Regions from separate parts of the Mus musculus genome. Here region 1 is linked to region 2. Evidence: chromatin contacts called from public Hi-C data. All regions are on one chromosome and are shown on one strand. Each heading gives the region's core, a stretch centred on a gene start, on an enhancer-like site or on the middle of the called end of the contact. The rest is flanking DNA. Distances are from core to core; before and after follow the strand shown. Region 1 overlaps Tor3a (torsin family 3, member A). Region 2 overlaps Qsox1 (quiescin Q6 sulfhydryl oxidase 1).

The links. Hi-C and Micro-C count contacts between places; a contact is called where the count stands out from the background.
Region 1: a Hi-C map of liver shows a contact between it and region 2, with 5 times the contacts expected there. The contact joins two enhancer-like sites. A contact is called at or near these places in 2 of 39 promoter capture datasets (liver and pre-B cells), 1 of 484 Hi-C or Micro-C datasets (liver) and 1 of 115 datasets of contacts at active chromatin or transcription factors (pancreatic cancer cells).

Annotation. Positions count from the first base shown.
Region 1 is chr1:156,653,520-156,659,564 of GRCm38.p6, forward strand. Tor3a (torsin family 3, member A) reads right to left here. Exons shown (of 6, transcript NM_023141.2): 5 at 2,953-3,077; 6 at 98-2,424. The coding sequence ends at 2,174. Among named protein-coding and RNA genes, the nearest start is that of Tor3a, 18 kb to the right of the region's middle. Within about 2 kb of position 4,247, at least 30 of the 459 cell types and tissues checked have an H3K27ac peak or open chromatin away from gene starts, as enhancers often do. A contact at or near this core is called in liver, where this site is marked.
Region 2 is chr1:155,793,167-155,799,167 of GRCm38.p6, forward strand. Qsox1 (quiescin Q6 sulfhydryl oxidase 1) reads right to left here. Exons shown (of 12, transcript NM_001024945.1): 3 at 2,185-2,230; 4 at 1,380-1,482. Among named protein-coding and RNA genes, the nearest start is that of Qsox1, 17 kb to the right of the region's middle. Within about 2 kb of position 1,940, at least 26 of the 459 cell types and tissues checked have an H3K27ac peak or open chromatin away from gene starts, as enhancers often do. A contact at or near this core is called in liver, where this site is marked.

The sequences.
Region 1 (6,045 bases), core at 2,997-5,496, 860 kb after region 2:
ATTTGTTTGAGTCTCCTTCCCCACCCACCCCCTTCACTTTTCCTTAGCTGTACCGGTCATGTTTATTTTACAAAAACAAAGGAAGAACCATCAGCACTTGCACTGACCTTGTTTTTATTGTCCAGTCCAGTGTCATTCTTAGAAACAGGGTCTTGGGGCTGGGCATCAGTAAAGTCCTTGCCTAGCAAGAAGCCCAGGATCTGAGCCCAGCACCAGATAAAGCCAGGTGTACTGGCACATGCCTGTAATTATAGCACTTGAAAGATGAAAAAGCAAAGTCACTTCAGGGTTACGTACTGAGTTCAAGACCATTTTTAGCTGTGTGAGACACTGTCTCAAAAAGACAGGGACAGTCTTGCTGTATATCCCTAGCCAGTCTCAAATTCACTAGACAGCCTCCTGCCTCAGTCTTCGGAGTGCTTGAGTCATGGAGCTTTTTCACCACTGTAGTGCTCGTTATTATACTAATTTGGAGTTTAGTGTTTTTCTAGTCCTTTGGGCACAGTGCCTGTCTGAGATGTGTGTGTGTGTTGCAGTTTCTCAGAGCTGTTTTCCTCATGGGCTTTGCCTCACAAAATTAAGATTTTTCCATTTCACTCTAACCACTGACCTGCTGGTTGTTCTGGAACTGTAAGTTTCTGCTTATAATCCCTGCTCTGCTTTCCTACCTATAATACTCGTGACCACAGGGTATTCTCGGATTTCAGTTCTGTTAGATCAGGTAAGACCTGCTCAGCGCTCCAGCATCCCCTGTCGAGAGGGAGAACGGTGTGTCTGGCTCTTGGATGGGAGGGATTCACTAGTATTCCTGTTACAGTTCACTTGGTTCTCACTTTGTGCCCATCCCGCTCTGTCCTCCTGAATATTCAAGGACAGCATGGAAGCACCTGGCTTGAACAAGAATCTAAGTCTCATTGGGCATTTTATGCTTATTAATTACCATGTGGTCTTGCTTTATAAGAAACCTTAATTGTTAAATTTCTGTCCCTGGGGTTTGTGGCAGCAGAACTCCTAAGCTTTTGAACTTTGTGACTGCCTTTGCTAATTGAGATCCCACTTCCAAACCACACTCCTTTATTTCAGTTATTTGAATATGGCTGGGCTAGGTGGTCCCTAGCCTTAAGGCAGGTGAGTGAGTACACATGTACTGGTAAGTGGGGGTTGCAGAAATGGTCCATTTTTACAAGAACTAAAGGTGAGAGTGCTGAGCAGGACTTTGAATAAGAGGGGGAAATTCTGAGAAAACACAAAGACCTGTATGTTTAAAAAGTGTGAAGGGACCAGAAAAGAATGGCCCATGGTATTCTAAAGACAGGTGGTACTGACCTGCCTCGCCACATCAGCCTCAGGAACCACTTGTCCGAGCTGGAGCGGAGAACACGTGTGTTCGAGGGCTGAGTCAGAGGAGTTTAGTAAGAAGCTCTAAAGTAGCCTGAGACCAGCACGTGCTGTGCCAGCCTGCCAGGGCAGTGCAAGGACCAGGTCTCAGTAAGAAAGGATGTTAGAAAAATACAAGATTTAATTACACATGACGAGGCCTCTTTAAAAAGTTTTCAGTCTGCACAACAGAACATGCCTTAGCTATCCATACACATGAGTTTTGGTCAAGCCTGGCAGGCTGCTCAAACGAGGCAGCTCAGGTTTCTTTAGCTCTCTCTCCCATATTAGCCTACTACAGTGCTGGGCCACACCCATCCTGTTTTGAAAGCTTCAGTTTGTCCTTTAGCCTAAGGCCCTTTGCTGGTCTCACATGCAGAAGCTGCCCCTCTCCCCCACGTTGCCGGAAAGCAAGGAAAGCCAGCCAGACCTGCAGACCTGGACCACACGCCTCTAGTCCACACATATTCCTTGTTCTGTAGCCCAAAGATCCTAGAGCCTCAGGCTCATATGAACTCCAGCTGCCTTCCAGGAAGAGCTACGGTGCCAGGAGACTGTAGGGAGTGTTCTGAGGATCCTTTGGTACTTGGACCTTCCGTTCCACTGGCTTCCTGACCCTCAGTCTAGATTGTCTAGAATGTAGGTTTTTAAGGCACCAAGTGGTTTTTAGAAACTGCCTCTGTTAGGAACTGCCTCTTGCACACCAGCTGAAAGCAGTGATTGCTGGACGCCAGGGCACCTGGCAGATGGCTGTCTCTTGTGGAGGAGGATTGTTTAGGGTGCACAGGAGTCACTTTCAAGGCAGGAAGAGGTTGATTCTCTGGGAAATGGATTTGCAGCCCTGAGAGGAGAAAAGCCGCTCTTCCTCAGGGACATATGTCATCATCTTGGCGATTTCATCCAGGGTCTCTTCTGTGTATGGGAGATCCTGGCCCAGGAAGGCATCTCGGACGCACAGCCTCACATGGCAGTACTCCAGTGGCAGGAAGGGGATAAAGTGGTCAATAAGGTGTTTCTTCAGGAGACCGCTGGAGCCAAAGCTGCTGTCTGTAACCAAGACCCAGAGTTACATAGTGTCTGACCTAGCCTGGGACTGAACCCTGCTGGAGATCCCCAAATTGAAACCTGCACAAGAGCTGGTCTCCCACAAAGCTCTTGGAGTACTGTGTGCATTGTTGCCAAGGACAGTGCGGTGGTGGCTATTCTAGGCATGGAGAAGCACAGTGATTGTGGCTGTAGTAGCAGATAATGGCATGACCACCAGGACTGTGGCTGGCTTTGGTGTAGCAAAAAGGTGGAGCTGCCCCACCTTCACCTGCACTGTTGTCTCAGGGAGATCTGCTAGCCTATGGTCAGAGACCACAGCTGTTTCTAGGGCGGGGCTGGACCTGTGACCCTCTTCAGAATGCATTTCCAGGGAAGGAGTATAGGCATACTCTCGTGCCACCAGAAGTTGATGGGTGAGGCTGTCCTATGTCCTCTACTGTCCAGACACCCTCACTGCCTCACATTTGATACCAATCATCTCTGGCTGTGCTCTTGGCAAGGCTGTATGTATCTGAGTTGACCACTTACCTGCAGCCTCCATGATCTCAGCCTGAAGGGGCACCTCCAAGTGCTGCGTCGTAATTTCCTCCCTGGACCATCCAGCCTTAAGCAAACTCAGGACTACCTCATTGATGACACTGCCTCCGAGGTTGCTGAAAGAAACAAGCGCTTGTTAACAGCCGATTCCCACACTCACAACCCCCCAGGACAGTTCATCCCTAATGGAGGACACACTGAGCAGTGACAGACTCAAGGATGCCTCAGGACCACAGGCTTCAAGGCTCAGAAGGTAAGGATGAAAGCTAGACTACGGCTGAGGGAGGTGGCATGTATCCACTGAAGGCCAGAATGTAGGGTTGTGGCCCCACCCACTCTGTCCTAAGAATCTTGGTTAGGCTACAATGGGTTGTAGGAGATGGAGTAGAGGTAGAGAGAATTAGTTTGGAAAACAGTATTGGCAGGACCCTGCAGTTGGTGGACACAGGAGGTGCCTCTCTGGGCTGCACTCCCTTTCACAGAAGTGTGGAGCAAAAGCTTATTTTGCACTGCCTGTGTCCTCTCAGGCTAGGCACAGGAAGATGGCTGCACACTGCTAAGACAGGAGTGACACCACGAGGAGGCCGGGAGTAAGTGCTGGGGACCTGCAACCAGGACAGTTCATCCCTGTCTCAAGTTGGCACCCAGCTGAGCCTTGTCTGACTGCACAGCTGTGCCTTCACTTTCCCTGCTTAAGGCTCACAGAATGAGGAATGTCGTAAGTGAAGGATAGGGGGAGGCAGGCAGCAAACTAAACGGGGTCCAGCATCTCCTGTCCTCTGTCCTCACAAGGATCAGTGTCCTTGTTACCTCAGAGGAGTCACTCAGACCTTTGGAGCAGCCTGGCTTCAAACTCAGAGATCTCTTGCCTCTGCCTCCCCAGTGCTGGGATTTAAATGTATGTGCCACCACTAAACACCGGGCCGTTCCTATCTTTTTGATAATGTTGCATTTCAGTCTGTCCTGCAGATGACGTAGACTCACTACGTGCCCCTCCCAATCCCTAACCTGCCTCCCTAGCTAGGTGGGGCAGCATCCTTCCCCAGCAAACAAGTGAAGACCAGTGTGTCCCTCATAGCCACTGATTAACTGATTTCCAGCCTCCTGCTGGAAGAATCCAGTAAGAACAAGGGCATCCCCACTCCTTGCCCAAGCCCAGCTGCTCTGCCACACTTCCAGCCCTGCAGAAACTGCTTGCATCACCCGTCTGATCTCTGCACCTGCTGGACAGCCTGTCAGGTGGCCTTTGGATACATAACTGCATCAGCAGAGATTGCCCCATCTGTGTCTGCCACAGTAGCCCTGATTCCACAACCTGGACTCAGCGGCAAGCCTCTGGAGGACAGCAGGCCAGGGAGGTGGATCGATCAAGCCCCAAGGTCACAGACCCTAGTACAGTACCCTCTCAGTCCCAGGTCTACCTGACTGCCCCATGGGACACGGGCCCCACTCTGCATGGTTTCTGCGTATTTATCAACTCTATGCAGCTTTCTTCTGAACTGCTTGCACTGTCACCTACAGCCATGTCATCTTCCCACCACGTTACAGGTTGTACCTCTCACACAACAAAGCCTGGGAGCCTTCACTACCTGTCCAGTGTCTTCAGCTCAGCAGGGCTGCACTCCAGCACCTGCAGGCCAAGGTAGCTAGATGCTGAACTCCTCACCCTCCAAGCCCCTGCTGACTGAATACTGAAAGGACCACTGTCACAAGCTCCCATCACTAACGGTGAACTCTTCCCTAAACAACAGAGCTAGACTCAGTTTCTTCGCTGGTAAAATGAGAAACTGGGCCCAGACAAGCTAGGGGTGCTTCATCAGTGTGGAGGCAGTTAGTCAACAAACACCCACTGCACCCCACATGCGTCATTCATGAATAACTCACGTCCATATAGTTAGTTCTTCAAAGTCCTTTTGTTCATACCCTGACCACAGCTCAGAGAAAACAGACATTAGCAACCCTCTTCTGGGTGCGTGACGAGAGCACAGCAGCTCCAGGCCTGCCTTGTGACTCTGGGGTCTTCTACTGACGGACACAGGCAGAAATCAGTATTACTCTGAAACCAAGCCCTAAACAGTACTATCCCTGTCCTTGCTACTGAAAACTATCAGTACAGTTCAAGGGAACTGCATAGTGAACTCTAGACAGACCTAAAATATCCTCTAGAACCTAATGGGAGCAAAAGTTTCCCATAAGCATTACCTGAAGAGTGAGACCCTAGAGGAGACGGCAGGCATGCCATCAATAGATGCAGGAGGGACCAGGACCAGGATCATGTTCCACCTGGACTGTCGTCATCTCAGCTGGGTCCGCTGACTCATCACAGCTAGTCAGCCCTCCACTCTGCCCTGCTCCAGACCTGGCTGCCTCCCATCCTACTGTCAGCTTTACAGATAAAGCTTACTCTTGCAAAATCTTGGCACTCGAAAATGGCTTTTGTCAATGTTGGGCAAGCAAGCCCTCCTGGCTTCACCTACTTTGTCTGAGGTGCCACAGAGAACTGGCAGAAAAGCCATCAGTACCTCATTTCAACAGCAGGTCTCAGGTATATTTCAGGATTAAACTGCAGATCCAGTTGGCAGTGTCGGGGCTGGGAAGGGCTCAGTGGACAAACTATTTACTGCCTGTGCATAAAGACCTGAGTTCAGGTCTCCTGCAGCCCCATGAAGAGCTGTGTGACCTTAGAACTTCAGCTCTGGGGGCTTGCTGGCCAGCTAGTCTGTCCAATTCGGTGAGAGACCCCGTCTCAAAAAACAAGGTAAAGCCAACCAAGTCCGGTGGCACACACCTTTAATTACCTCAGGAGACAGAGGTACATGGATCTCTGAGTTACAGGCCAGCATACTCGACATACCAATTTCCAGGCCAGCTGGGGCCACACAGTGAGCCCCTGTATTTAAAAAGGGAAAAAGTAGCCGGGCGTGGTGGTGCATGCCTTTAATCCCAGCACTCGAGAGGCAGAGGCAGGCAGATTTCTGAGTTCGAGGCCAGCCTGGTCTACAAAGTGAGTTCCAGGACAGCCAGAGCTATACAGAGAAACCCTGTCTCGAAAACCAAAAAAAAAAAAAAAAAAAAAAAAAAAAA
Region 2 (6,001 bases), core at 690-3,189:
GGGTGGCATTAGGTGGCCAGTCTCTCTGGCCACATCCTCATACCTACCCTAGGCTGGCAGAGGAGCAAGTCCTCAGCCTTCTGGAAGAGGCAGCTTAAGTTTCAGCACGTGTGTCTGCCTATATTCTTCCTAAGGGGCATCAAAAGGATCACTTAGAGACAGGTTGACAAATGTGGCCACTTTGTTTCTTTTAAGGTCCCCAGGGCTGAAGACACACTATAGTGTGTGTGTGTGTGTGTGTGTGTGTGTGTGAGAGAGAGAGAGAGAGAGAGAGAGAGAGAGAGAGAGAGAGAGAGCTGAGAGAGAGAAACATAGCCAGGAGGAAATGCAGGGAGAAAAGCACCAGGGTCCAGGCTTACAAGCTCATCCTAGATGGATGACATTATAGCTTGGACAGGAACTGTCCCCACAAAAGGCTCATGCGCTGAAGGCTTTAGCCATTGAGAGATGACTGGCTCACGAGGGGTCTGACTTTTAATCAGACTACCCAGCTTATGGATTCCTAGTCAATGGCCAAATCGGGTGGGCCCTAGCTGGAGTAAGTATACAATGGGGTACATGTCCCTGGGGTCTGTACTGTCCTGAACTCTCTCTACTTTTTGAAGTGAGCAGCCTCTGTCATATGCTCTGGCTGCCATGATAGTCTGTATAATCTCAGATCCCAACTGATTGGTCCTGCCAAATTTGGGTCGAAACCTCTAAAGTAATGAGAGCAAACAAACCTTTCTTTCTCTAAATTGTTTCTCAGGTATTTGTTACAGCAGAGAAAAAAGGAAACCAATAACCACCAGAGAGAAAGTCGGTTGTAGAACCCTGGCCTACATTAGGAGTGTATGCTTGGCCCAGGGTCTCCCTCTGTGAGGCTCTCTAGGAAGATAAGGAATTTGGAAAGATAATAAAGGAGTCGCTGTGAAGCTGATTAACACAGGTTGACCAGTTGTCCAGAATCAGTTTCCAAGCAGGGCTTTTACTCTTCTGAACATCCTAGCCTTTTCTTCCTGGTGGTATCAATCTCTTCTGCCCTCTCATCTGTCAGTGGCCTCCCCTGGACTAGGCCAGAGAAAAACCTCCTACACCCACAAACCCTCCTGAGGGCAGTCAGAGGAAGCAGCAGCAAGCACGCTCTGGAGAAGCCCCTCACATACTTTCCTTCCATCCAGAAGGTCAGGCCCTTCGACCCTCAGCCAGCTCCTAAGAGACATGGCTCCTCGACACCTGAAGCAGAAAGGAGTCGCTTGTGGCTGCTCTAAGGTATGTCTGGCACACTGGGGTATCTACCCCACAGGAAGAATCAATGTGGGTCCTCTGCCCTGTGGTTCCCAACGCCTTCTCCATGCTTGAGCCTCATGCCACACTAAGCCTGCCCCAACCCAAAATACTTGGCAGGTTCCAGAGGTGGACAGGCTGGGGGCCATGTGTCACGGTGGGACTCCAGAGCATCGATGAGCCTCATACGCAGAGTCTGCACATTAGCGCCAGCACCTATAAACGAAAACAGGAAGAGGGTATCAGGACAGATCAGACCCCAGCACCCTTGCCAGTTTCAGTCACAAACAAGGGTCCTCACACCAATTCCAAGAGAAAGCACATGCCAGCCCTCTCCTGAGAAGTGGTGAGGTGAGGGCTCCATGGCTTGAAGACTAGCGGGAGGCCCATCCCTGCACACAGCTACTGACCGCTGTTTAGTGAGCATCAGTGAAAAGCCACTCGTGGCTTTCATTCTCTGGAGACGAAAGTGACTCCTTGGCCAATGTTAGCTTTCCATGTGCTGATATGCCCTCGCTCCTCTTCCTGGAAAAGGGGCTCTGAGGCTGGAGTCCTCAGGGAGAAATCCCAGCCCATCACGGCACACAGCCAAGGGTCAAGGATGCTGAGGGCAGAGAGGTCTCCCTCAGAACTGGCCACGGGTTTGTTCTTTGAACTCAACCTCGTTTTGACATAACAGCTGTTCTGGGAATGTGGTGCCCCACTCTCAGACCTAGGACTTTGGATGGGGCACATCTGAAGGGCTGCTCAATGGGCTTTCCTGGCTTTTCTGCCAGGCTCTCTGAGAAGACATATGGGAAAACCCAAACAGACTTCACTTGGAGACCCTGCTTCACCCTGTGGGAACCTGGGTAAAGGCAGAAGAGCTGGAGAGGATGCTGGCCATGCCAACACAACAGCCGGAGTTAGAGCACCCACCTGGCAGTGTCGCTCCAGAACCGTTCTTGGTAAAGGCCTGAAAAAACTGAGAACAGACAAGGGTGAGCGGTCAGAGGTGGCACTTGAGCTGCTTAGGGACGACTTCTCTTTTGCGCCTCACTTTATTCCCCTGTGATGGACTTCAGGGAGGCTTTGTTCTGCGATGCTTCTCTAGTGTCCTGACATTCAATTCTTTGCCAATGCTTAACGCACCCTTAGAACCTGAAGGCAGCAGCTCAGGAATGTAACTAGAGACCAACTCCACAAAAGCTGGCCTCTGCACGTAGTTCCTGGAAGCCGTTAAAGCGAACAGTGAAGTCACTGGTGGTCTCCATGCAGACCATCTGAAGAAGGAAGTGACTCCTCGGCCAGTGTTGGCTGCCCGTGTGCCGATCTGCCCTTGTTCTATTTCCTGGATAGAGGTTCTGAGACTGGTATCTTCTCAGTGAGAACTCGCTGCCCACCCATCATGGCACTCAGCCAAGGGTCAAGGATCCAGGACAGGTCCTACTGAGCGGTAGACTCAAGCCTACAAAACCAGGACTTGTCGCACACATCAGCCTCTTTCGACATCACGATGTACTCTTTCCCAAGTGTGTGACATCCTAGGCCTAGTGTGTCATTGGGGTGAGAGGTGAGAAGGAACACTGGGTAACAACCTGGGCTTCTGGCCAAGGGGCAAGATAGCTGCAGGCCTCTTACTTATGGCCTCCTATCCTGAGAGAGAATGTTGGTTGTCCTGGGAGACAAGCTATCTGCAGAAGAGCCTGAAGGCTTCTTCTTTTTGCTAGCAGGAACACTTTTTTTGCAAGTTTACTCCTCTATCTCCAACTGCAAGGCCTCAGCTTTATCCCAAGCAGCTGATTAGGTCAAGGCTATAGGGTCTGGCAGAACTGGTTTCAAGACCTGGCTTTGATGTTTTTGTTGTAACCTTTGAAATCTTTCTGCTTCTCTAAACCTCAGTATTCTAATCTTTTAAACGAGATATAAAATTATATATATAATGATATCATATATAAAGTGGTACTACCAGCCTAGAACTGTTATACGACTCAATAATCAAAAACTGAGAGTAATTAAGGTACAGGAGCCAGTACATATAAAAACTGACTCATTAAATGTCAATTCCATCACTATCACTCCCTCCTATACACACCCCTTCAGCACCATGAAATACTGACCAGCTAGGACTGGTCTGTTCCATATGTGTGTAGACAGGAAGGGAAAATTCACATGAGAAACAGACCACAGTGGCCAACCATCCCTTCCTGTGATTGGCTGCTTCCTATGACCTCACTGCCTTCCTCCTGCTCTCTACTCCACTCTTTTTTCAAAATACAAATGCAATACTTTATTCATGAATAAAAGCAGCTCATTTACATATGTCACAATGTGCCCATGTCCTTGATAGTTACTGAACAAATCCGGACCTAGTAAAATTATTATTCTAATACTTGTAAAATGATGACAAATTTCCTGAATTGTGACATGAAATGAGGACACGGGTTTCTAAGAATCTTTATGGACAGACGCTGCTGCTCAGAGGCAGGGTGGTCTGCTCAGCATGTGACAGCTGCTGTGCTCACTCTGTACAGGGAGGACAGACTTCAGCTCACTGCTACACCTCTCACACCGTGGACCAGCCTTTGGTGGTGTGCCTTTCTCAGAGCTACGGAGAACAACATGGTGCCTCTCCTTCATCAGCTGACCCAAGCCCTTTGTCTTAAAAGGTGCTGGTCTCCTCCCAACAAAAAGCATCTCCTTGAGCCTAAATTTCAAAGCTCTAATCTATCACTGAAACTCAAGAGTCACTCAAGAGCCCCGCCCACAGACTGCACAGCTAAAGGAGTTCTGGGCCATTATCAACCTTCTCGGTGTTCAGACGCTTCCAGCTTCCTTCTGGGATGGTATCACCCTCTGAGAATGTGGCTCCCATATCTCGTGGACTTTGGAGTTTTTTTCCTACCAATTAATAACTTTCTCGTTAAATGTTTTTTCTACCAGCCCCTTTTCTAGGCTACAGAGAGATCCGTAAACTGAAAGACAAAAGGGAGGAAGGGCAGGCCTAGAGAGACCTCCTTTCTTCAGTCTCTGCACTTCCTGTTCCCCTGCACTGACAAATGTCTCTTCTGCTCCCCAGACATCTCTGCCCTGCCTCTGAGCCCACCGCTCAGCTAAAATCATCCGGCAGAACCGAGTGGCGATTCTCTCTAGCTGTCCCAAGTTGTCTCTCTGGTGCTTCTCCTGCTCTTGGCAGTAGCTGCTGGCTGCTTTCCACCTTTCTCCATGGCTTTTATCTTGTTTTCATACACATATTCTTGAAACTCTCTTTTCTTTTCTGTGTAGCCACCCTCCCTACTTTGCTGCACAGACCAGCCCTTCTCAGCTACTGTTAGCCCTTGTCCTGACTTCATTCTGTGCCACTGCCATTAATTTCCATCTGCTGCTCTTAGGCTCTCCTGCTGCTCCACATCAGAGCAGATCATTCTGTGTTTAAGGTGCCCTTACAGGCACCATCAGGAGGAAAGGGCTCCGTTTATACTTTCAAATGAATGAATGAATGAATGAATGAATGAATCAAGAATAAACCTACTGCTCTCTGTTACCAAGTCATTCACTTTGTCCAACACATTTACTATCTGAGCCTTGTGTCTCTCGTACTTACCTGTCCTAGACTTCTGGTTCCATCTGCTAAGCTCCACGGAGGTGTGAAGGCCCCGTGCCTACACACCAATGCTGAGTGAGCCCTCCTTCAACCTCTGCCTGCACCTGTGCCTTACCTCACCCAGCAACCAGTCCTCCTCCCTGCTGCCCACACTGGCATTGCCCTTAGCTACAACCCTCATCCAGTTACCTGGCAAGTTCTGCAACTCTGCATTGGGGATAACTCTCCAACAGCCCAGGGCCAACAGGAGAAAACTGAGGCCCTGCTCTATTACAGTAGCTCCTGTTTGCTTTCTCTTCATGGGTCAGGAATGTCAGTTCTCAGCTGGGGAGGGAGGTGGCTCAACAGGCAAAGGAGCCTGCTGCCAATGTGAAAGCCCGAATTTAATCCCGAGGTCCTAGACGGTAGATGGAGAGAACTGACTCTTGAAAGTTCCTCTATCCTCCAAATACATACACACACACACATACACACACACAAATACACATACACACACACACAAATACACACATACACACACACTAAATGAAAATAAAAGAAATACTATTCTCTCAATCTGTTCTTCAACTGTCTTGCCACTATGTTTCCTTCCCCAAGGCATAACTATGGGAGTCTTCTTCAGCTCTGCATGAAGGGTGAGCAAGATCCTAACTCAATACATTCAAGGCCTTCCTTTCAAGATCTGAACCCAAACTGACCTGCCACCATTCCACACACTCCTACTACAGTGAACTTCAACCTGGACTTTCCATGCAGTAACCACCATGGTGGTTTGAATAAGAAGGCCCCATAGGCTCCTATGTTTGAATGCCTAGGCACCAGAGAGTGGCACTGTTTGAGAAGGATTAGGAGGTGTGGTTTTGTTGGAACAGGTATGGCCTTTTTTGGAGAAAGTATGCCACTGGGGGTGGGCTTTGAAGTTTCAAAAGCCCAAATCAGGCCCAGTGTCTGTCTGTCTGCTTGCCTGCCCCACTCTCTTTCTCTGTCTGCAGATCAGGATGTAGCTCACAACTACTTTCCAGCATCATGCCTACCTACATGGCACCATGTTCCCCAGTGATGATAATGGGCTAACCCTTTAAAACTGTAAGCAAGCCCCCAACTAAATGCTTTCTCTTATAAGAGCTGCCTTCGTCATGGTGTCTCTTTACG